4 separate regions of the Mus musculus genome follow, and regions 1, 2 and 4 are each linked to region 3. Evidence: chromatin contacts called from public HiChIP or PLAC-seq and promoter capture Hi-C data. All regions are on one chromosome and are shown on one strand. Each heading gives the region's core, a stretch centred on a gene start, on an enhancer-like site or on the middle of the called end of the contact. The rest is flanking DNA. Distances are from core to core; before and after follow the strand shown. Region 1 overlaps Mybpc1 (myosin binding protein C, slow-type). Region 2 holds the start of Sycp3 (synaptonemal complex protein 3). Region 3 holds the start of Spic (Spi-C transcription factor (Spi-1/PU.1 related)). Region 4 overlaps Chpt1 (choline phosphotransferase 1).

What was found. Promoter capture Hi-C pulls out the DNA fragments that hold promoters and counts their contacts. HiChIP or PLAC-seq counts read pairs in DNA pulled down with a chosen protein or histone mark.
Region 1: an H3K27ac HiChIP or PLAC-seq map of embryonic stem cells shows a contact between it and region 3, with 14 read pairs. The contact joins the enhancer-like site here to the promoter of Spic in region 3. A contact is called at or near these places in 20 of 39 promoter capture datasets (the 3T3-L1 cell line, 3T3-L1-derived adipocytes, the C10 cell line and 13 more), 5 of 15 datasets of contacts at CTCF or cohesin (CD8 T cells, embryonic stem cells, large pre-B cells and 2 more), 93 of 484 Hi-C or Micro-C datasets (the AtT-20 cell line, B cells, the BV-2 cell line and 35 more), 9 of 115 datasets of contacts at active chromatin or transcription factors (bone marrow-derived dendritic cells and embryonic stem cells) and 5 of 9 other capture datasets (adipose tissue, embryonic stem cells, liver and 2 more).
Region 2: a promoter capture Hi-C map of hematopoietic stem and progenitor cells shows a contact between it and region 3. The contact joins the promoter of Sycp3 here to the promoter of Spic in region 3. A contact is called at or near these places in 16 of 39 promoter capture datasets (the 3T3-L1 cell line, 3T3-L1-derived adipocytes, the C10 cell line and 12 more), 2 of 484 Hi-C or Micro-C datasets (bone marrow-derived macrophages and forebrain), 1 of 115 datasets of contacts at active chromatin or transcription factors (embryonic stem cells) and 5 of 9 other capture datasets (adipose tissue, embryonic stem cells, liver and 2 more).
Region 4: a contact with region 3 is called in a promoter capture Hi-C map of liver, with 2.6 times the contacts expected there. The contact joins the enhancer-like site here to the promoter of Spic in region 3. A contact is called at or near these places in 10 of 39 promoter capture datasets (the 3T3-L1 cell line, HPC-7-derived erythroid cells, cranial neural crest and 6 more), 2 of 484 Hi-C or Micro-C datasets (bone marrow-derived macrophages and brown adipocytes), 1 of 115 datasets of contacts at active chromatin or transcription factors (embryonic stem cells) and 4 of 9 other capture datasets (adipose tissue, embryonic stem cells, macrophages and 1 more).

The regions. Positions count from the first base shown.
Region 1 is chr10:88,543,100-88,549,362 of GRCm38.p6, forward strand. It overlaps Mybpc1 (myosin binding protein C, slow-type), which reads right to left. Exons shown (of 29, transcript NM_175418.5): 15 at 6,158-6,263; 16 at 5,669-5,802; 17 at 2,873-3,032; 18 at 619-723. Among named protein-coding and RNA genes, the nearest start is that of Chpt1, 42 kb to the left of the region's middle. Within about 2 kb of position 4,257, at least 14 of the 459 cell types and tissues checked have an H3K27ac peak or open chromatin away from gene starts, as enhancers often do. A contact at or near this core is called in embryonic stem cells and primordial germ cells, where this site is marked.
Region 2 is chr10:88,455,995-88,461,556 of GRCm38.p6, forward strand. It overlaps Sycp3 (synaptonemal complex protein 3), which reads left to right and starts at 3,593. Exons shown (of 9, transcript NM_011517.2): 1 at 3,593-3,718. The coding sequence starts at 3,672.
Region 3 is chr10:88,678,860-88,685,331 of GRCm38.p6, forward strand. It overlaps Spic (Spi-C transcription factor (Spi-1/PU.1 related)), which reads right to left and starts at 4,164. Exons shown (of 6, transcript NM_011461.3): 1 at 4,116-4,164; 2 at 1,620-1,715; 3 at 1,000-1,096. The coding sequence starts at 1,622.
Region 4 is chr10:88,480,735-88,487,028 of GRCm38.p6, forward strand. Chpt1 (choline phosphotransferase 1) reads right to left here. Exons shown (of 8, transcript NM_144807.3): 4 at 1,497-1,581; 5 at 81-212. Among named protein-coding and RNA genes, the nearest start is that of Chpt1, 20 kb to the right of the region's middle. Within about 2 kb of position 4,192, at least 5 of the 459 cell types and tissues checked have an H3K27ac peak or open chromatin away from gene starts, as enhancers often do. A contact at or near this core is called in liver, where this site is marked.

The DNA of each region.
Region 1 (6,263 bases), core at 3,007-5,506, 140 kb before region 3:
GAATCACTAGGAGTAGGCTTTGAAGTTTCAAAAGCTTATATCAGGCCCAACTCCTGGCCTGCTGGCTGCAGATCAGGATTATCTGCTTCCTAATATGATGATCATGGACAAACCCTCTAAAATTGTAAGCAAGCCCCCAATTAAATGCTCGCTTTTATAAGAGTTGTCTTGGTCATGGTGTCTCTTCAGAGCAATAGAACAGTAACTAACACACAACCCTATGTATGGTAGTTACTGACCAGATCAATGGGAGTTAGACTAGGAGCTTTCTCAGAATTGGTTGTTGAGTGAAAAGAGAAAGCAAGTGAGAAAAAGAGACTCTCAGGGGACATGCCATGGAGCTGTTCAAATCCCAAGGAATCACAGAACATCACAATAGATATCTCGATTTCAACAGCTATTTGAAGTCATAGTATATTAAGCACCACCTCTTCCTCTTCTTCCTTGGCAGTACTAAGAGTTGAGTCCAGAGCCTCCTGTATGCTATGCCAAGACTCTACCAACTCAACAGACTTTTTTTCCCTAGATTCAATTTCCAGAATGTATTCTGTTCTAATATGCTTTAAGGGATTGCCAACGGCACTGGCAGTAACCTGGGTTGATCAGTATGTGATTTACCTAAGATTGGAGACCCTCCATCATAGGCAGGAGGCTCCCAGTTCATGATGCACCAGTCATCTCCCACTTCTGTCACATTTGGTGCCACTGGAGGATCAGGGATATCTGTAGTAGACAGAACAGAAAAGTGTTAATAGGAAAAGCAGGGGTTTGGGTGAAAGTCAGAATCTGGTACCAAGTTGTTGTTGTTGTTGTTTTTTCTGAAATACATTTAAAAACTAACTTGGATAAAAAGTCAATACAAGGTAAGTGTATAGTGAGAATTTTGGTTTCTTTAAAAATCCAGTTATGTGAATATGTTTTTGTTGTAATCTCAGGTGTGGGATTAGAGGCTGCTTCACAGCAGGTGATTATGATTTGCCTTGTGCTCTACTAGGAGAGTGACTTTTGCCCAGCTGCAGATAGTTTACACTTGGAACTCTGGGAACCTTTCAGAGGGTATATATAAATGCTAGAGCCCCCAAGAGGGACTGGGGCAGGCATTCCATCTGAGGAGGCTGCTGCTGTTGCTGCTGCTGGTTCCTGTTGCTGCAGTTTGTCAAGTGGTCTTGAGCAAAGAGATGAGAAGGAGAAACTGAATATCGTCATGATGAAGACTGCACTTGACCCAAGGAACCTGATGCCCCTAATCAATAAGAAGTAGTCTAAAGAAGTCTATGACACCTTTTCTCTATAACTTTCTCTCTACCTAGTGTTGGGGGTTGGCAGGGCTTAGGGTGCAGTAAGGATTGGAAGGGAGAATCCCATAAAGTGGCCCTAAAAATCATGCCTACATAAATAAAGGGGAAAGCTCAGTGAAAATCAACAAACAATATCTACAAGTCCTTGAAAACTGTCACATTAAAGGACACATTCCACATGCAACCAGACACCCCTGTTCTTTACTCTGAAAGTAGTGCAAAGAAATTATCACCTAGATCTTAGACATAGGTTTTTTTTTTTTTTAATTACAAAATTAACTTCCAGCAGAGGGAAACCAAGGACTAATTATTGTCAATTTTATATCAAATAGAAGATTCAAGATGTTGATTGGAGAAATTCAACTCAGAATTGGCAAGACACTATGTTAATGTATAGTTTTAAGCTTTTGATAAAGTGACTAATTTGGGGTCACTTTAAAATAATGGTTCCTCAAGGAAATCTGAAGTGAGAAGAGGGGTCCAGGAGAATCTGGAACACTAATAGTCAGGTAGACTCAAGTCACTGGGTTTTAGCTGAGCTAAAATGCATTTAGAAAGCTAAGGATCAATGCACATGATTACCATTCCTCATGATCACTGATTAGCAATTGTGTTTCAATTGGTACCCAAAAGCAACTACCCAGAGCTAGTGAGGTCATGGGTCTCAGAGGAGAACCCGTTACTGGCATTTAACTAAATCAGTACAATTCTGCATTCTAACTACTTATCTTTATGACCACAAATGAGTTCTCACAATGCAGCAAAGAAAACCTCTCTTTGCAACTACCACAACTGTTCAAAATGCAAAAGATCATGGGATGCCCAGCACCAGTTGATACATCTACAACACAAGCCTAAACCCCAAGACTCTGGGAACATTGCAGAAGAGGGGATGGAAAGATTATAAGAGCTGAAGGAGCAGGGCATCTGCTGTTACATTGTGCTCCTAGAAAACAAGGAAGCCTCACCCATGATACCTTAATAATATGCAGCCTAAACAAGACCCAAACAAGAACAGCAGTAAATGTGCTAACACAAAAGGGGGAAATCTCATGGGACTTCATCCATACACAAAGAACTACACAGGCAACTAAGAGACTCTGAGAGTGGGAGAAATATTCTTCCCCAGGGATGAGACCCCAAGTGGTTATCCAACACCAAGTTGTCAGTCCTGAAACCACACAGGTTGTATTTCTACATATGTAGGTGTATGTGTGTGTCCATGAATTTGAGAGGGAGTTATAGGGTGTGGGAGATTCTGGATGGAGGAAAAGAGGTAAAATATTGTAATTATATCTTTATTGCAAAAAAAAAAGTGCTTAAAGATTTTGAAGGGCACCCAAAGGGATGATGACTTTGTAGAGGTATAACCAATAGTCCCAAACACCCCTAACTGTTTAGTTTCTCCAGTGAGTTCTCTAGATGAGAAAACAGAGGAGAAAAATAAGAGGAAGGAAGGTAACACAAAGAAAAACAACAAAGGTAGTAAAAGAGAGATGCTGGTTGGTAAAATAAAGCTATGTGTGGTTTCCTCCTGTCGGAGTCTAAGAGGCTTGTTCTCCTGGAGAACTTACCCACAACCTTAATCTTGATGCTTGCATGTGCTTCTCCAGCCTCATTTTTCAGATTTATGTTGTACACACCAGAGTCGTCTCTCTCTGCCACGTCAATGACCAGTGTGCTGCTGTCAGGGTAGGATTCTGCCCTGATCCGACCACTGCCTTCCATAATAGCCTGAAAAGGAAGAAGCAAACACGATGTGATGGATTGACAAGAGCCACTCTAGAGTATCTGAGGACCTCAGCCAGGCGGGCCCAAGTGTCTGACCTGTACATTGTCAGGTCAATCTACTCCATTTACCCAGGAGGGAACCCAGACTTCATGTGCTCAAGCCCACATTGCTGAGAGGCAGAGAGCCGGGGCTGGATTCAAAAGTCTGTTAACTAGAAGCTTTCCCAAAGAAAGCCAAGGACAGAAAAATACAAGGGAGGTGTCCTTTTGGGATGCCAACTAATATCAGAGACTCATGGATTTCATTTGCATGGATATCTTGAGAAAACGGGAACACGTTGAAAAGGTTGGGAGTGGGGGCACTCATCTTTAACCCCAGCACTCTGGCGGCAGATCTCTGTGATCTGCAAGTTCAAGGCCAGCCAGAGCTACATAGTGAGATCTTATCTCCAAAAAACAAGCAAGGCAAAACGCAAAAACCAAAAAAACATGGCAGCGGGTGAGCAGTGTTGGAAGATGGTGCCAGGATAATCTTCCACTCTGTTTAATATTAAGTTTCCATTTTTAAAAGATGTATTTACTTTCACTTTATGGGTGTGTTGTTCTGCGTGCATATGTCTGTGCACCATGGATATCCAGTATTCCTGAGGGTCAGAAGACAGCCTCAGATCTCCCAGAGCTGGAGTCATAGATGGTTGTTAGCAGCTATGTCGATGTTGGGAACGGACTCCCTGGGTCCTTTGCAAGAGCAACAAGTGCTCTGAACCACTGAGCCAACTCTCAGCCTTAAGTTTCCACTTTGGATAAGGATGTGGAAAGATGACTGATCCCAAGTGGCAGGGAAAAGCTGAGCTGGCAGCTGTACTCTTTGATTTTCTGCTGTGTTAAATTCTTAAACCGCTGAGCTACATCCCCCAACCTCTGATCTCCTAAGCCAGGTGCTCACTGCATAGCCCTGACTGGTCTGGAACTTGCTGTGTAGACCAGACCAGCCTTGAATTCCCAGAGATCCTCATGCCTCTGCCTCTAGAGTACTGGGAATAAAGGCACATGTCACCATACTGGCCCCCACACCCCAGGGCTCCATCTGAGCAGCTTCCACTCCAGTGCATGATCTCCTGCCTCCCTGGGCTTCTTGTATGAAAAAGCCCTAAACGGTCTTTAGGTTATGTCTGGGTGTTTACCCCCTGTATGTTACCTGGATTGAAATATCTCCCTCCCTCCTCTTTCCTCTGCTAGGAACCAGACCCGGGGCTTCATGCATGTCAGGCAAAGGCTCTACCCCCTACTAGCCCCCCCTGTCACTACCATTGGAATATTCTCCCAAGGCAGTAAGCAAGGCAGTGTAGGATATCCTTACTTATTGTTATATTCTGAGCCATCGCTTTTTATAACTTGACCTGGTTCAGATGTCCAGAAATTAACTGTTCACACGGTTTTGTTAATTTGGGGATTACTCTCTGTGTGAGAATTTAAGTTGGGTTCCTGTGGTTCCATTTCTCTGCAAGTAAAAGTCTTAAATTCTGCCTTTAGTCTCCCCTGCAACCCCGCCCCCAGGAAGCCAGGGATTGTTTAAACTGAGACACTTTACCCCCTTCCCCCCCAAGTCCCCATCTTTTGTTTTCTCCTGGTCTCCACCCAGCAGCAGTGGCTTTCTAGGCCTCCCACACACTAATTAAGCTCATTCCCTGTCCTTGACCTTGGTGCTTGCAAGGCCTACACCAGGAGATCACTTCCCTTCGGAATTCAGGGAGGGGAGTCTCTTACTGTCAATCATGGAGGCTTAGGTGGGTGAGGGTGACACTCTGCCCAGTTACTATCACAATATGCTCTTGGGTTTTTCATTTTGCTTAGTGTGTGTGTGTGTGTGTGTGTGTGTGTGTGTGTGTGTTAAAGACAGGGTCTTTTTAGGTAGCCTTTACTGTCCTTTGATAGTGAATACTCCTATCTTAGTCAGTGTAATTGTTATGGAACGGGACACCATACCCAGCTTAGCATGTCCTGTTATTTCCACTGCACTCTTTACTATGCAAAGTGATTTCCTTCTCTATTTTACTTCTTTTCTTCCTTCCTGCTCCATGGCATCCATGGAATATAAGGTGGGACTGTGTTCATAAGTCACAGAATCAGGCTTAGCTAAATAAGTAGGTGGCTAGAAATATAAAAACAAATGATTAATGGATTCATGCAAAAATCAGTTTTTATTCTCTTTTCAGAGGAATTATATCCATAATGAACTTTTTTTTGGACTATTTTTTTTGTTTTCTCTCTCTCTCTCTCTCTCTCTCTCTCTCTCTCTCTCTCTCTCTCTCTCTCTCTCTCTCTCTCTCTCTCTCTCTCTCTCTCTCTCTCTCTGTATGTTGTGTTTAGACAGGGTCTCACTCTTTGACTGTAGCTTTGAATGTCCCAGAACTCATTATGTAGGCCAGGCTAGCTTCCAAATCATAGAAGCCTGCCTGTGTTTGTTTCCAGTGTCGGGATTAAAGACACGAACTACGACACCTGGCTGTAGCATACACTTGATTTGTGCCTCTTCTCTGCACCTGAATCACAGGGTCAGGTCATGTGCATGCACATGCTTGCACATGTGTGGCGTTTGTGTGTGAGCATTGTGCTCAGAGCATGTGAGTGTAACAAACCTTATCTGCTCGGCTCCAGATGGCTTTGGGAGGTGGTTCCCCTGTGACAGGAATCTCCAGGCGAAGCTTGCTTCCAGCTATCACTGTCACTGTGTTATCAGCATCCAGGCCATCCAGGATGATCTTGGGAGGGTCTGGAATAGTCAGCAGGGCTTTTGTTATCACATAGACATTTCCATGTGGTATTTTGGCTAGTGACTGACTACTGATAAGTACTGGTAACAATCAGTTTTTAACCTGGGTAAAACATGATATATATATTTACATATATATGTATGATACACACATACACACATATGAGTCATGAGTCATCATGGCAGTTGGTGCTTGGTACCCTAGAAAACTGCTTCTTGTCATGTTTACAAATCAACCACTTATAATGAATAACAGCACTTGATGTATCTTTTAAGTCATATTGTTTTCATACATTAGAGTCCAAGATAAGCAAACAAGTGGTCAGCTATACAATAATTCCTTCGATCTACTCACCGATGACATGAACTTTGGCAGACAAAGGAACATTGTAGGCATCTGGTGTAAATACATATTCACCTTCATCTTCAATGAGAGCATTGGCTATGACTAACTTGTGGAT
Region 2 (5,562 bases), core at 2,343-4,842, 220 kb before region 3:
CACCCATGGCAGAGGTTCCCAGGAGAACCTCAGATTCAACACACTGGTGGTCTGGCCTTCTAAGCCTCCCTCTGCCCCCCCACTGCCAGTGTATGGACATGTCTTGACTCTCAATGTCCAGAGGTCACATAACAACTCTATGCTCAAAAGGAACCTTTTGTGTCAAATCTAATTCATTCATTCATTCATTTTTTTTTTTTTTTTTTTGGCCATACACTGTCACAGCATGGTCAATTCAGGAAGGGTCTGGTTATTCCTCTCCAAGCGATGTGTCATATGAATTTTAACAAAGACTTAGTTACATAGAGTGCTACTTTACTACTGTTTATAAAATGTGTCGGACGCTCCAGTGTATCTAGAAAGATTCTGCCAACAAGTACTGAGCACTGTGAAATTCACACATACATAGGCAGGGAGGAGAGAGGACAGCAAAGGAGTAAATGCGCATATAATGTTGGAATATTAAAAAAAAAAAAGTCTGTTCTGGCCGGGTGTGGTGGCACATGCCTTTAATCCTAGTACTCGGAAGGCAGAGGCAGGCAGATTTCTGAGTTCGAGGCCAGCCTGATCTACAAAGTGAGTTCCAAGACAGCCAGGGCTATACAAAGAAACTCTGTGTCGACACCCCCCCTCAAAATCTACTCTACATGACCCATCTAGCTCCAGACCTTTTCTGCTCAGCCCTCTAACGGCACAAACACATGTCTTTACAGGTGTCACTCCTGAGGTTATAGAGGCAGGCTAAACAACTCTATTTCTAAGTCAATCCCATAAGACATGCCTCCAGCTTTTTAAAAGGTGCCTGGGTGTCGTTGGTCCTCCGAGCCAGCAGCAACAGGAACCACACAGACACCAAGTCGGACCCCACCTCATCCAATCAGAATTCACACATGCTCCAGGCAGGAGCTCAGATCATTCACAGATAGGTTGACAGGGCCCTATCATGAGGAACAGTCTTGCCCGGCAGGCAGCCCACGCATGCAGCCTCACTGCGCATGCTCGGCAAGGCAGTAAACAAGTGGGTTTCACCTGGCCTCCAGCCGCATGGCTTCCCACACCTGGGCATATACACGTGTGATTTCCTGCTTCTCCTTTACCCTATGTGGGCAGTCCCTACAGCTAGATGCCTAGATTTAGCCAGAGGTTAGGTTGCAGTGGTTCTCAACCTTCCTAACCCTGCAACCCATTAATACAGTTCTTCGGCATGTTGTGGTGACCCACAACCATAAAAATATTTTGTTGCTACTTCATAAGTGTAACCTGAGGAATGACACCCAAAAACTGACCACTGATTTTCCGATCAGACATGCACACACATGCCAGAATACCTATGCACACAAATGCAGGCATGTACACACACACACACATACACACACACATGCATAAGACTAGTGAGCCTCCGTTCTCTCTAATTCAGTCTAGTTCTATAGGTCAGTGTCACCCTTCCCACAGCAAAGAAAACAAACAAGTTTGGTTTTTTGTTTTTGTTTGTTGTTGTTGTTGTTGTTGTTGAATGGACCTAGGAAACCCTATTGAAAATCATGTAGGAAATGAAGAGTCAAGCATCCCAGGATGTGTATTAGCGAGGAACAAGGTGTGAGAATTGCTGTACCACGAATTGAAAGTTCCCTAAAGTTGGAGCGATGAAAATTGTGGTTTGCACGAGGGACATAGGGAAATCTGCCAGCTGAACAACAGGAAGAGTAAACGCAGAAATTTTGGGAAACATACTTTGATTTGATCTTACGAACTGTCAAATTATCACACTACACCCCGTAAATGTAGAGTCTAAAAGGGCCAAGGAAAAGGCACCCTGACCCTAATTTAACTCCAAGCCTGAGACCAGGACCAAAGAATAAACAAAAACAAACAAAAAGACAAAACAACAACAAAACCCCACCAATTCCCTGAGCATGAAATCCTACGAATCTCTGAGCTTCAAGAGCGGGTCACAAAATCCCACCAATCCCAGAGTTTGCCTCAAGATTAGGCCAGATAATGCTCCAATCCCGGGGCACACTGAAAAGAATGCCCTCCTCCCTCCTTGCTCCGCCTCCCCACCCCGACCCCCCTACCCCAAGAAGTTTTATATAACCCTGACTTCTGCCCAGTTCCCTGCTTTTTCTCACCATAACAGAAGCAGCCGCCTTCCTGGATTTTTCCCTCCCAGTAAATCTCTTGTGTGAGGTCTGTTGTGTAGTGTGACTTTGTGGTTTTTCTTGAATCTCCACTGCCAGGATACCTTTCCCAGCAGAGCTGTAACACCTACTGGGGCAACCTCCCCTGCCTAAACAGAGTAAGGAAACTTCTGCCTGCATGAGCAGAGCTGTTTCATTTGCATTGGCAAAAGCCTTTTCCCTGAGAGCTGTATATGTACAGTTGTTCTAGCAAAATTTTTCTTGACATAAAGCTAACAGGGACATGATATATGTATGACACAGTCATTAAAGGGAGGGAACACGGTTTTAAAAAAATGTTTTATTTATCCTTCTCTCATATGTTACTCTTCCTCCCTCCTCTCCTCCCAATCCTCCCCCTCCCCCATTCACTCCTCCTCCGTTTCTGAGCACACACTTTTTTTTTTCTCCCCGTGACAGGGTTTCTCTGTGTAACCTTGGCTGTCCTGGAACTCACTTTGTAGACCAGGCTGGCTTTGAACTCCCGGGATTAAAAGTGTGTGCCAACCAAGGCCCGGCCCTGAGCACACACTTCTTAATAAATTATGAGACATCAGTTTCTATAGAAAAGGTAATATTTTTTCTTAAAATTTTAAATATTAAAATATTTTTAAATATTTTAATTAAAATATTTTTAAAAATATATTTAAAAACTTAATGACTCATGGAACTTGTAGAGGAATGATTTTTTAGCACTCAAGGTAATGATGATTTTTTATATGAAAATGAACACAGAAAAAACTCAGAAATCAAAAGCTAGCATAAAAAACCTTATAAACTCTGTTCTAGTGACTGCTGTACCATAAATCCTGTTTGCATGTTAGTCCTGGCTATCTATAATAACAGCGGTTCTTATAGCAATAATGAATAAAAAGTGAGTTGCAGAATATTATATTAAATGTTGAATTTTTTCGTTATTGCAATGCTCAGGCATAAAGAAAACTATGATGTATTGCTATATTAAAGACTATATGTGTTATCGAAACTCAGAAAATGTAAATCGGCTATGGTTTACTCCTATAATCCCAGCATTTAGGAAGCTATGGCAAGATTACCATGGGGCTTGAAGTCGGCCTGGGTTAGAGTTGAGACTCCGTATCAGAAAACAACAAAGAATCAAACAAAGACATCAGGAAACGGGAAGATGGATAATTTATAGTTTCCATATAGGTGTGAATGAGGATCCATGAGCAAAGATGGCCAGGTCAGGTGGGATGGGAGAGTCGGGTGTGCTGTGGATAAGACTTCCTAAAGCGAAGGAAGGAACAGCGGGAAAGTGCTGCTTCTCAGGGTAGAGGTGAGGTGTCCATCATGGAAGTGCCCCGCCCATCGTGTCCCTGCCGTTGGCTCCCACGTGAGAACGGGCATGGAGCACGTGCTAGGAGGCGGGGCTATACGTAAGCGTGTGTGTACCCATGGCGTTCAGCCAATCAGCAGAGAGCTTGGTCGGGGCCGGACTGTATTTACTCCTGCCCAAGGGCCAGGTTTCCTCAGATGCTTCGAGGGTGTGGGGACAGCGACAGCTCACCGGAGCCGCTGAGGTAAGGAGATGGGGGAGTGAAAGCCGGGTCGGCTTGGCCTTCGTGGGCCTGGGCCTCGGGAAGAGGAGGAGTCCCGGCCAGGGGGGAAGGCGCCACAACCAAGGCAGGCCAGTCGCCAACCATGGCCGGTGGGGGACAGGCGGGGACTGAGGGGAGCGGAGGTCAGGCCGAGGGAGTTGGGCATCCAGGCAGGAAGTTGGGGTCGGGCCTAGGGTTTAGGGAGTTGGGGTTCGGGCCTAGGCAGTCGAGGGTCCGGCACAGGACGTTGGGGGTCCGGCGCAGGAAGTTGGGGTTTGGGCTGAAGGAACTGGGGTCAGGCTGACGGAGTTGGTCGTGGCTGAGGGAGTTGGAGTCGTGGGCTCGGGCAATTAGGAGGCAGGGCCGAGGGAACTAGGAGTCAAGGGCTAAAGCAGTCGGGAAGCAGGGCTGGGGAGTTAGGGGTCAGGGCTGAGGGAAGTAGGGGTCCGGACCTAGGGAAGAAGGGTCAGGCTGAGGGAATTAAAGGTCACGGCCAACGGAGGTCAATGGGGAAGTAGGGGTCAGGGGTCAAGGGGACCTGGAGGCCGAAGCTTGGGAAGGAAGAGATGGCAGCCTAGGGGATTAGGAGGCGGGCCTAGGAAATCGGGGTTTGGGAGCTGCGGGAATTAAGGAATTAGGGGTCAGGAGCTAAGGAAGTCAGAAGGCGGCCCCTGGGGAGCTAGGGGTCATGGCTAAGGGCTCAGGGTCAGGGACGAGGGAATTAGCGGTTGGGACCTAAGGGATTAGGAAGCTGCGGTAGGGAATTAGGGGTCCAGGCCTAGGAGCCAGGGGCTAAGGAAAGTTAGAGGCAAGACTTTAGGAACTGGGGTCCGCGCCAAGGGAAATGGAGGCTGGCAGCTGGGAGTTAAGGGCCGGGCCTATCGAATTAGGGGCGGGACCTAGGGGACTGGGGGTGTGGCCTGGCAAACTAGGGGGTGTGGTCTACGGGGTGGGGGGTGGCCTAGGGAAATGGGGGTAGGATCTGGCAAATTAGGGTTGTGGCCTAGGGAAATGGGGGTGGGCCTGAGAGAATTTAGAGATGGGGTTTAGGGAATTAGGGCCTTTGTCCAAGGGGATTAGGAGGAGGTGGCATAGGTCAACTAGGAGGTAAGGAATCAGGGAATTTGGGGTTAGGATGAAGAAACTTAAAAATAGGAAGTATAGCAATTTAGGGGTCAGACTGAGAAAATTAAGTGTTTGGATATGGGACTCTCTCTGGTTTAGGATCTACAGCCTGGTCTACAAAGTGAGTTCCAGGATAGCCAGGGCTATACAGAGAAATCCTGTCTCGAAAAACCAAAAGAGAGAGAGACAGAGAGAGAGAGAGAGAATGAGAGTGAATATTAGGGATTATGAGTAAGGAGATTAAGGATCAGGTTTGAGAACATTAAAATTGAGTTGGGAATGACAGACTTAATGTTTGGGGATGAGGGAATTAAGGGTTGGGGCTGTGGCAATTAGGGGTAGTGGGTGAGGGAATTAATCTAGGGGTAATTTGGGATGGGGACTTTATAGGGTTGATGGAATAAAGTTCTTGGGGCCTGAGGAAATGATGGCCTTTAGAGGTTAGGAGACAGGTACTAGAAACTGAAGGGCTAGACGTTTGGGTGGTGGCATAAGGAATAGAGATAATGATGTGCTATAAGGGTGAATGATTGGGGCAAGGGAGACTGCACATCTCTGAAATGAGGGCCTGGGAGGAATGAAGGACTAGAGAGGGCTAGTGGGTTGGGGGACTGAGTGGTGAGAGAATAGGGGCTGAAAGAATGAGGCATTGTGGGGATAGGACTGGAAACATGAGAGCATACGGGTTGGGGAGCTGGTGG
Region 3 (6,472 bases), core at 2,914-5,413:
ATGTACCTATCTATAGTACCTAAGTGTCAGGCTGGAACTCCCTGAAATACTACTGTCTGTAAAACTCATTAGACAATATATTGCATTTCATCAAGATCAAAGAGTCGGTAGAATAGAAGTTATAATCTGTAGAATGAGTTAGGATAAAAATCTTTCCATGCAGACTAAGTCTTGGGTGAGTGGAAAGCCTGAAATATAGAACAAAAGTGTTTGTTGTTTTTTCTGGGCTGGGGAGATGATATACTGGTGAAAGCACTTGGCACAGAAGTGTAAGGATGAGTTCAGAACCCCAGAACCTAAGTGAAGTGCATCAAACATGTCTGTATCCCTCTTTCTGTGGCAAGATAGGGGGTAGAGTTAGGAGACTCTCCAGAAGTTCTTGGGTCAGCTAGCCTGGTATATGCAACTGTTTTGAGAATCTCATCCAAACACAGTGGGAGGCAAGAATGACACCCAATATTGTCCTCTGACCTCCACAATTATGGCACAGATAATATACATATATACACATATGCACACATACATATATATTGTTTTACAGGAAGCTATTCCTGGAAAGTCAGGATGATTTAATGAGTAATCATGTAGGCAGACTTTATGTTTACTCTGTCTGATTGAGACAATCTAGCTACATATCTCAGGCTGGTCTCAAGTAACGACCCCCTTGTCTTAGTACCTTTTACAGTTATTTTATGGATATGAGTGTTTGGCCTGCATGTGTGTGTACTACATGCAGGTTTACATGTGTGAGTACACATGTGTGTGAGCCTAAGTTAACTTCCAGATATCCACCATCCTTCAATAGCCCTGTTTTTTGAGATAGGGTCTCATTGGCCTAGAACTCATCAATAAAGGTATGTTGGTTAGCTCAGAAGCCAGGGGAAAACCACCCTTCCCCAGCTTTGCGAGTTTAGTAGGCTTCCTATTACTCTTACATATGTATGTGTACATGTCTGTCACATGTGTGCCAGGAGATGAGAGTAAATGACTTATTTTTACCTGAGGAGTATTGACTTTCTCCAGCTGATTGTTGGATCAATATGTCAATGGCGTCTTGAAATGTTTGCCCCAAACTGTCTTGATCAATACAACAAGTCTGTGGAAACAAATGGCAAATGCAGGCGTTCTGAGATGATTGTTAGGAGTTTCAACTTCAGCACCATGGACATCGTAGACTGGCTAAGTTGCCATTGCAGGATGCCCTGCTTTTCCCTACAATGCTCGCCAGTTTCGTGGGCTCTCCCAAGAAGAAGCTATAGCTATAGTCGTGACAATCAAAAGTGGCTCAGGGGTTGTCAAATGTGAGAGCCATTTTCCTAGTTTGGTTTTTTAAGTATTGATCTTTTAGTCTATAGAAATCATATTAATTTTATATAGTATGAACTTTTATATGGCATAATTAACAATTATGGGTTCAATCCCCCCAGCACTGCATAAACAGGAGCCTGATAGCTTGTGTCTTGTAAGCCAAGTGGAGGCAGAATGATCTGTGTTCGGTCAAGTTCGGTCCTGGTAACAGGGCAAGTACAGGGTCAACATGTGATACATTTACCCTGTCTCAAAAAGAAAAGTCATTAGTTTCAAAAATTAAGAATTTTTTTAAAAAAATGCCGACTGACCATTATTCATGAATTGAAGAGTCTTGGGTTGCGGAAATGTCAGCGAGTAAGCGCGTGCACACTGGCTTGCAGCAGGCTCTGAGTTCAATACACGTTCTGGGGAAGGCAGGAGAGAAAGACCAATTAAATAAAACAGTTCCAGATAGGCTAACATTTATTATTTGCCTTTTGCTTTGTTTTTGTTTTTATTTTTGTTTTTGTTTTGCGAGACAAGGTCTCAGCCTGTAACCTAGAATGACCTCCAATTCTCCTGCCTCAGCCTCTTGGGTGCTGGGATTACTGATATGGCCTTAAAAGAAAAGTAGTTTTTAATTTGATTCTAAATGAACACCTGGCCCAGGAAATGTTTTGGTTTAGTTTGGTTTTTGGGTTTTTTTTTTTTGTTTTTGTTTTTGTTTTTGTTTTTTTGAAAATGTTATGAATGCAAGATGCCACAATCTGAATATTTCACTTTTCTATCACTGTGTGTGTGTGTGTGTGTGTGTGTGTGTGTGTGTGTGTGTGTGTGTGAGAGAGAGAGAGAGAGAGGGAGAGAGAGAGAGAGAGAGAGAGCAGGCATGCACATGAAGCTGCTCTTGCATGCTTATGTATAGAGAGCAGAAGTTGATGCCCAGTGTCTTCCTCCGCCACTCTCTTCCTTACATAAGGAAGCAGGATCTCTCATGTGCCCCAGAGCTTGCTGATTGGGTCTAGTTAACCAGCTGGTGCCGCCTGTCTCATGTCTCGAGGTTACAGGAGGCTACCACACCCTGACAAACTATACTCGTTTGGTCTCTGGTACTAGGATAAAACACCCTGACCAAAGCAACTTGAGAGACAAGGCTTTATTTCATCTAACCTTCCTTTGACATCATCCAGGGTTGTCAGGACATACACCACAGAGGATGTACTTGTTCAGCTTGCTCGCTTTCTTACCTAACTCAGGACCACCTGCCGAGGGGGGTAGCATCACCTGCAGTGGTCAAAGCCCCTCTCACATAAAATCATTAATTAATAAAAAGATCTACAGGCTGACCCATAAGCCAGCTTAATTGAGACATTTCCTCAATTAAGTTTCTTCTTCCCAGATGACTTTGTACTCAGGCAGCAAAAACCTAACTAGTGGGAGTTCTGGAAATTTAAACTCTGGTCTTCAAGTTCACAGCAGAAGCACATTTGCCTGCAGAGCCATTGACTCGGCTCCTCTAACTTCTTAAATGTGAAGACAGCTGATGTTAATCACTGTCGCTGCGTAATTGATGACACAGAAATAACTGGAACATATTTAAGAATTCCAACGACTTATTTTATACACGGGGCATGGTGGTGTAGAGTTCCAGTAAACACTGGGTTTCTGTGAGTTAGAGGCTGTGTGTGACTTTTTCTTTTTTTCTCAAGGAAGAAAGATTCACGCTATTATTATCCCTTCTTGAGATTTGTATTTTCTCTAAGACACCGGTTGTCAGAGATGACCTTAAGTTCTCCATCCTCATGTGACTTGCTGAATGGTGTAACAAAGAAAAGCCACATAAGAAAGTGTGGGACTTTAACACAGATTACTTCATCATTAAACATAGGCTCAAGTTCTTACCCTGTAATCCTAGCTGATACTCTTTAGTATTACTTAATATTCAACATTTAATACTGATTAATACAGTGAGATGACAATACATCATCTTTGCACTAGATCACTTAAAAGAAAACATAAGAAGCCAGGCGTTGGTGGCGCACACCTTTAATCCCAGCACTTGGAAGGCAGAGGCAGGCGGATTTCTGAGTTCGAGGCCAGCCTGATCTACAGAGTGAGTTCCAGGACAGCCAGGGCTATAGAGAGAAACCCTGTCTCGAAAAAAAAAAAAAAAAAAGAAAGAAAAAAAGAAAAGAAAATGTATAAATTATAGTTTAGGCTATGTTCTTTTTTTGGGGGTGGGGTGGGGGGTGATCTCTTTACTCTTTTCACACAATGACAGTGTAGCCTGGTCTAAGATCACACACTCATTCTGTAGTCCAAACTGGTCTTAAACTTGCCAATCTTCTTGTATCAGCCTCCCAAATGCTGAGATTGTCGTCGTGCGCTAGCCCACCCATCAAATGAATACTATCAGTGTTAGGTATTTTTTAAAAAGCCATTCATGACTTTTAAACTATGACCTCACCCTGTAGTGCTGAAGGTTATTGTATTTTGAACTCACTCTTTAACAGCGCCTAGAGTATGAGAATAGAAGCAAACTCTTTTTACTAGCTCCCGAAAACAAGGTTTCTATGAACTGTAAATAAAGGAGCTTAATCAGTTTAATTAGAGTTTGTGTTATAAAGACCCACAGCCTCTACAGCCTCAAGCCTGCCTTTCCATTCCAAGCAGTATTTCAACTGATGATTCAGCTTTAGCTTATCAATGGCTTACTATTTCTCGCAGCGGAACAGACAGTAAAACAATAGCCCAAGAAACATTCATCCCAAGGAGAAAATGGAACACTTAATACAAAGGTTCAGGGAAGACATAAACTGAACACTTACCAGGAAAACCAAGTGGCGATATCTGTACTGAAATGTCAAGGACGCTATCAACAACACCCTGGCAGAGTCGCATTAAATAGCTATTTTTTAAGGAAGTGCTGCAAAGGGGATTTTTTTTAAAAGGCACAGTGCCTGCATAATTCTACTTCTTGATGTGACCAAGTAAGACACCAGGGGCTATTATTTTGAAAGGACATGTAATAGTTAGCATTCTCTGGGGCATTAGAATCAAACTCAAGGCTCAGCACCCAGTCCCCACAACATTCTCCCCCCCCCCCCAACACTCCACTCACTCCTCTGAGCTGCTAACTCCATCCAGAAACCTCTGACCTTAGCCACCCCTCTTTTCTCACTTATATCATCTCTCCCAGTTTTGGACTTCACACTCTAGACTATGGACTTCTTCTCAACAGCCTGCCTACGAGCCCTTTAGATCAGGCTCCCCACAATAAACCAGCACTTGATTGTAACCCTTCCTTTGAGACTTAGAGCCCCAGCCCCCACATGACAGCATTTGGTGTGACCAACCTAAAGCTTAGTTCTCACAGTTGACTCAAGAGGGAGTTTAAAGGAGACCTGAGACAAAGTCAAGACTCTTACGTTCAAACCTGATGAGCTACGTTCAGCTCCCAAACTTACAGAGTGGAAGAGAGAACTGACTCCTTCAAAAGACTAATTGTAGTATCACACTCAGTATCAGGCTTACGTACTACTCAGGAGAGGCGGGAGGACCACTGTACGTTTAAGAACAGCCTGGGCTACATCACATCACAAGAAGGAAAGGGCTACAACTCAAGAAAAGAAAGGAAAAGAAAAGGGGAGATGACTCAGAAGTTAAGAACACTGGCTGCAGACTGGAGAGATGGCCCAGCCGTTAAGAGCACTGACTGCTCTACCGAAGGTCCTGAGTTCAAGTCCCAGCAAACTACAAGGTGGCTCACAACCATCCATAATGAGATCTGACATCCTTTTCTGGTGACAGCTACAGTGCATTTACATATAATAAATAAATCTTTGGGCTGGAGCAAGCAGGGCTGGAGCTCAATTCCCATCAACCATATGATGGCTCACAACCATCAGCTACAGTGAGCTCTTCAGCTATAGTGTGCTCATCAGCTACACAGTGTGCCATCATCCACAGTGTGCCATCATCCGCAGTGTGCCATCATCCACAGTGTGCCATCATCTAGTGTGCCATCATTCACAGTGTGCCATCATCCAGTGTGCCATCATCCACAGTGTGCCATCATCCACAGTGTGCCATCATCCACAGTGTGCCATCATCCGCAGTGTGCCATCATCCACAGTGTGCCATCATCCACAGTGTGCCATCATCCACAGTGTGCCATCATCTAGTGTGCCATCATTCACAGTGTGCCATCATCCAGTGTGCCATCATCCACAGTGTGCCATCATCCACAGTGTGCCATCATCCACTGTGCCATCATCCACAGTGTGCCATCATCCACTGTGCCATCATCCACAGTGTGCCATCATCCACTGTGCCATCATCCACTGTGCCATCATCCACAGTGTGCCATCACCCACAGTGTGCCATCATCCAGTGTGCCATCAGTCACAGTGCGCCATCATCCACAGTGTGCCATCATCCAGTATGCCATCAGTCACAGTGTGACATCAGCCACAGTGTGCCCATCACAACCATCTGCCATCTGTACAGCTACATGGCGATGCCCAGCCCACCCTGCATCTCCTGGTCTAAACACACAAAGTGTGTGTCTGTGTGTGTGATAGAGAGAGAGATGGGGGGAGGATAAGAGAAGCAAGAAAAGGAGAAGGAGAAAGACCTAGAAATCTAGACTATTCTCTTTCCTTGGCATTGAGATTGCTTTACACAGAAGGGCACCTAAATGATCCACTCTCTGGATAGCTGATGTTTCTCAGATACTGCAGGCATGGATGAAGAGCAGCAAAGCTTACTTAGCTCTAAGGTTAGGTACACACCCTTCCCATGCATCCAGTTCACTTACCTGTCCAACACTGTGTCCGCCAGTGCAAGATGGGGACAAACTCCTCTGGCATCCTCTGGTTTGACTGACACAGACTTGACTTGGACCTACTTTTAAGCACTTTCCCATTTGGCCGGGGGACATCCAAACAAGCAAGTAAACAAAAGAATCAGTAAATCTTGTGGGTGGGAAGGTCAAGAAGGGCGTGTGCTCACCTTTGAGATGGAACAAGTTTCCTGCCTGAGACTGTCTGTCATGCAAATACAGTGAACAGCTCCTCTTATCAAATGTAGACTTTAAAGTAACAAAGTAGAACCCGAATCTCTCACGTTGGTTTATTTTTATTGGATCCCAAGCCCCACCAAGTCTTCCCCCATGTTGGAGACA
Region 4 (6,294 bases), core at 2,942-5,441, 200 kb before region 3:
TTTAGGGTATTTATTATCTTTTTATACAGTGAAAATTTATTACGTATTACTATTGAAAGGTGACAAAAATATTGTCTTACTGCAATAGTAGACCCATTCTTGCCAACACCACCATGGAGGATCACATGGAAATAATTTGAACAGGAAAATATTAATCCACCTACAACTCCAAGAACCGGAACAATCTTCAGTTTTATTTCTAGAATAGGTATCTTTGGGGGTAGAGGAGACAAGCAAACCATTAAAAAAATAGAATTTTTCTTCCTGTTAAATAGAAATGTGACATGACTGTGTACAATGGGCTACCCTTTCCCACAAAACCAAACCTGATCTGCTGCAATACTAACAGGAACTTTTCTGAGACTGCTTTACTAACTGAATCCACCAAATCAGTTCAGTTCGTTTATAGGATTATAATCAAATAGTTAATTTCCCAAGCCTTTATCTGACTTAAACATGTGAAAGCATAGTTCACTGGAACTTAGTAGTTTCTAAAGGGCAGCATCACAGAAAAGGCAGACACCATGGTCTGCACTATACATGTGATGAAAACCACATGTGTGCATGCAAAAAGACTGTAGTTAAGACCCAGGATTAAACTTCTAGCGATATATTTACCTGTTGGTCAACTGTTGTTCAAGACAACTTCCAAAGGCAGCAAAGGATTTAAAAACAGTAATAGTGAATTGCTGGATGCTATAGGCTATTATACTTTGAAAGCAGACTTTGAGAAATGATGCCCAATTTTATAGAAACTAGAGAGGATAACACTAAATGTAGAAAACCAAAAGTACCACAGCATGAGATTTTTCCCCCATTTGTTACTGCTGAAAACCCTAAATGAAACAAGTTTAAGATTCAATTGCAAACTGAAGACAAGTGCACCTGACTTAATGACTAGAACTGCAACTGCCTCTTGGTTCGCATTCAGCAGCCAGTGAAGTCAGGTCAGTGGTAGAATATCCTGGATTCTAGTGTTCATATGGGAAGGAGTGGGAATGCCTTGGGGAACGTAGGGCTGCTTGACGGTATGCAAAAAGCCTGTCTGTGACCTTACGGGTATGAAGAGTAACTGAGAATCTGAAATAGGTAAGTGCCACAGGGAAGTTTTTCATTATTTTAAAGTAAGGCTTGATTTTTAAAAACTATGTCTAAGTGTTTGATGCATATGCATTGAGGCAGAGGATATTTAGGGATAAATTTCAAATATATCTTATGAATTCTATTAAAATATTTGTAATTTCAGCACATTTTTTTCTCTTTTGTATCAGAAAAATAGGGAGATTTTCTTCTACGCAATAAAACATTCATTACAGAAGTAAATGTCATATAAAGATAGCACACAGAATATTAATATTATCAAAGGAAAGAAAAAGCTTACAAAAGAGAGTGAATGTTAAATATAACTACAAGGATGTTTAAAGACAGGCAATGATCTAGTACCTTCCTGTGCACATAAAAAGCATTTACATGTAAATTTAAATATTTAGATTTACCGTATAGTCCCACATTGTTGCTCCTCCAAATGTTGACAACATGAAGACGATCACTAAAGCTACCTGGATCTCAGTGACATCCACCCTACAGGGGAAGAACAAAGCCAGCAGTGTCTGTAAACGTGAGTGTGAGCTGTCACATACTGTGTGACACAGATGCAGATCAACCTCACAGACCTTTATGCCTTTCTACCCCTCACTGAATTCTGTATCAGCTGACTGTGCAGGGGGGAAAAGAACATTTGTTCTCATACAGGTGAAGATCAGTGTAGGCAGAGAAAAATTACTGTATAACATGTACAGACTGCAAGAAGTTACTCAAACTACAGAAACAAGACTTTTTTGAGGTTTTTTGTTAATTCACTTATATTCCAATCACAGCCCCTTTCTTCCTCTTTCCAGTCCCACCCTTACAAGCCCCTCCCCCATTGTCCCCTCCCATTCTCTTTAGAGGGGACACCAAGGTACCTTAGTGTACCACCCAGACACTTATTTTCTACTTGATACATATGTGTAGTTTAAATTTCTCAAAAGAATTATGTGCTATTTTTTTAAAATATCACAAAACAGTCATAAAAATACGTAAGTAATTATATGCCTTAAGGCAAATTGTTTATTGTTGTTGTCTTTTTTTTTTTTGGTTTTTCGAGACAGGATTTCTCTGTGTAGCCCTGGCTATCCTGGAACTCACTCTGTACACCAGGTTGGCCTCGAACTCAGAAATCCGCCTGCCTCTGCCTCCCGTGTGCTGGGATTAAAGGCGTGCGCCACCACGCCCGGCTGTTGTCATTATTATTGGTATGTATGGTATGTGAGTGCAGGTGATGTGGAGGTCACAGGTCACCTTGGTTGTTAGGCTTCACTGTGTGTCTCGTTTGAGAATAGTGTCTTTGTCATTTGCTGTGCACATTTCTATGAACTCTCCTGTCTCCACCTTCCTTCTTGTCATGGAAGCACTGTGATTATAGATATCTGCTGCTACACCTGGCTTTATGTGGGACCTGGGGATTTGAACTCAGGCCCCGTGACTGTGCAACAAGCACTTTACCCACTGAGCCACTCCCCCAGCCTCAAGTCAAATATTTATTCTTTCTTTTCTTCTGCTTCTTCCTCTTCTTGGTGATCAGTGTTCACTTTTTTTTTTTTGTTTTGTTTTTTTTGTTTTTTTTTTGGTTTTTTGAGACAGGGTTTCTCTGTGTAGCCCTGGCTGTCCTGGAACTCACTTTGTAGACCAGGCTGGCCTCAAACTCAGAAATCCGCCTGCCTCTGCCTCCCAAGTGCTGGGATTAAAGGCCTGCGCCATCATGGCCGGCAGTGTTCACTTTTTAATTAAACTTTTTTTTTTTTTTTTTTTTAAAGATTTATTTATTTATTATATGTAAATACACTGTAGCTGTCTTCAGACACACCAGAAGAGGGAGTCAGATCTTGTTACGGATGGTTGTGAGCCACCATGTGGTTGCTGGGATTTGAACTCTGGACCTTCGGAAGAACAGTCGGGTGCTCTTACCCACTGAGCCATCTCACCAGCCCTTAATTAAACTTTTAATACACTTATTTAGTGATTGTATGATTGTGTGTACGTGTGTATATGCTTGTGTATGTGTGCCATGGAGACCAGAAAACAACCTGAGCAGGTTGTTTCTGTCTACCATGTATGTCATAGGAGTCAAACCCAGGTCATCAGGTGTGGCAGCAAACACCTTCACCCACTGAGCCATCTTTACTGTCATATGTATGTATGTATGTATGTATGTATGTATGTATGTATGTATGTATGTATGTATGTATGCATGCATATATCTTCCTACCTGTATGGGTGTTTTGCCTTCATGTATGTAATATGCACTATATGTTTGTCTGGTACCCACAAAGGCCAGAAGAGGGTGTCACAGCCCTTGGAACTAGAATTGCAAATGGTCGTGAACTGGGTGCTAGAAACCAAACCTAAGTCCTTTGGAAGAGCAGCCAGTGCTCTTAACTGCTGAATCATCTCTCCAGACTTGCCTAAGGCAATTTCTTGAACATTTAAGTTAATTTCATGAATGAGGTAGAATTTATCAGCTTTCCTTATTAAGTTACCAACGCCATAACTCTTTGGTTCCTACAGATATTTTGTTGCTTCATGTGTAGACATGTTTAAATTTCTCTCAAAGGCAGTAATCAAGCAACATGAGTCCCCTAGCTTATGCTCCTCAGAAATTGTAAAACTCTTCTGTTCTGGTCTAGAAGTTGGTGCACTGAAAAATCCATCTACACCAACAATCTTTTCCTCTCTTCATAAGTGCCATTAAATTTACTATAGTCTAGCCGTTGGCCCCATTATTCAACTGAAATTGTTTAAACAAATGGTTTCTTTTTCAGTGCTAGGGACTGAATCCAGGTTCTTACACATGATAGGCAAGTGTTCTACCACTGAGCAACATTCTCAAATGACTTTCTATTATGCAATGGTTCAATATCAGTGATTATCTTGCATAACCTGCTTATAATGTTTGAGAGTCACTCTCCTTTGTGAACTACTTTGCTAGATTCTGATTCTATGTCTTACTGTGACTCTTTATCTTGCTAGGTGTCTGTTTGAGGTTGGTTCTCATGCTTTCATTCATTTGAGAATCTGCAGGCCCAAATGCTAAAGGTCCTTGTCCTGTGCTGGTTTTTGATCGATCAGTAAAGATGTCAATGGCCAATGGCTGGGCAAAGGGAGAAGGGTGGGGAGGGGTGAAGAGAGATAAAGTTGCATGGGCTAGGACACAGGGGGAGGAGAAGGTGAAATTACCATGAAACAGTGGGATATGAATGGACATAGGAGCTGTAGGAGATAAAGCCAACTAGTCACGTGAGATTTCAGATAAGTGGCCACTGGATACTTCCCCAATTGGGCCTAGGGTAGCCAGCAGAGGATTAGAAGTGCCCAACCATTGAGCTAAATGTCATATTAAAACTAAGCTAATGTGTGTGTTTGCAGATCCAAAGATTCCCTGCGCAGTGGCTGGAAGCAGGACCCACAGAAAGCATAAAGCGGAGTAGCAAAGATCCCACACTACAGGTATCTTCCCAGGCTTCCTTCTAGAACTTGGATCCTCAACTCTGGGTTGTAACCCACATAACTGAGTATGGGGGCTGCCGAAAGAATCAGCAATAGTATAAAGTTTCTGAAAACATTACAACAAATAGTTCACAGTCGACTCGTGAGGACTCTAGAGTATCTGCTGTGCTCACCCAGGCTTCCTCCCGTGACTCCCCGAAAGCCTTTGTTCTGAACACAAAACATGCACACACGGCACCAGTAGACACGCCACGTGGTGCTAACCAACACTGCCTGAGATGCCTTGGTTCAGAGCTAAGACTGTTGGACATTATAAATTGCATTGCTTTTATTACTCATACAAAGTTTTCTGCTTGTAGAGAAACATGTAGTTTAATTATGAAAAACAGACAACAGTTTGCTCTAATCATTCCTTAGTATGTAAGTAACAAATCAATAACTTGTATTAGAATGTATGACTTTAAATATTTCTTTTTGCGTTTGAGATGCTGACTTGAGTTTCTCAATAGGGCATTAGATGAAGCTTGATTTAGGACTATGAAAGAATTTTCTGTTGTCTTAGTCAATGTTCTATTCTTGTAAAGAGACACCGTGCTTCAGCAACTCTTATAAAAAAAAACATTCCATTGGAGCTGATTTAAAGTTCCGAGGTTTAGTCCATGATCATTATGGCAGGAGGCATGGTGGCATGCAGCAGGCATGGTGCTGGAGAGGGAGCTGAGAGTTCTCCATCTGGATTAGCAGACAACAGCAAGAGAAAGAGAGACACTGGGCCTGGCTTGAGCTTTTGAAACCCCAAAGTTCAGCCCCAATGACACACTTCTTCCCAAAAAACCCACACCTACTCCAACAAGGCCACAGCTCTCGAGTTCATCAAGCAGTGGCACTCCCAAATGACCAACCAAAGAACAAATATAAGAATATATAAGAACAAATGGGATATTCTTACTCAAACCACCACACAAGTCATTTGTATAATAGCCCTAAGCATACTTCTGACGATTTGTATTATATATTTATGTGAAATCAGCACTGGTAATTATAAAAGCAAACAAATGATTGGCTCTGAAAATGTTGAAGATGCTCTATGTCCTTCAATATCAAATAATCAAGATTTATTCTTTAGGTAAAAATAAATAAGCACATCTAACTCATTAGAATGCAAATCTGCTTTTGTCTTTATTGCTTTACTTTATGTATGGGTGTTTTGCCAGCGTGTGCCTGTGTGCCACCTGCATGCCTGGTACCCATAGAAGGAGAAAGGTGTTAGATCCCTGAAATTGGAGTTACAGAGAGCTATGAAGAGCCATGGAACCCAGGTCGGAGATTACCTGTCTAATCCCATTGCTTAGTTTTTAATAAAACATGCATATTTGTGTATTTGTTTTAAAATAAGATTAATTATGATATCGGTAAATGTTTTTATCAATTTTATAAGCTCATATACCATATTACATATAGTCATTTCTCAAAAATAGCTAAAGCAGTACCATGCTCCTAAAATACTGGCTCCAGAATTTCATCTGCAGCTTCAAATCCTCTCAACAATTTTGTCTTTCCTTAAGATAAAATCTGTCTTCTTACATACTAAGTCCATATCTCCAATCTACATATTTTCCCCTGTATTTCAAATTTTTCTGTCTACCTACTTTTGCATCTTTGCTTTGATACCTGTCTTTAGATATGAGAGGAATAATAATTTCTTAGCAAATATAGTAAAGGTAGGGAATTAGGTTTTTTAAAAGATAT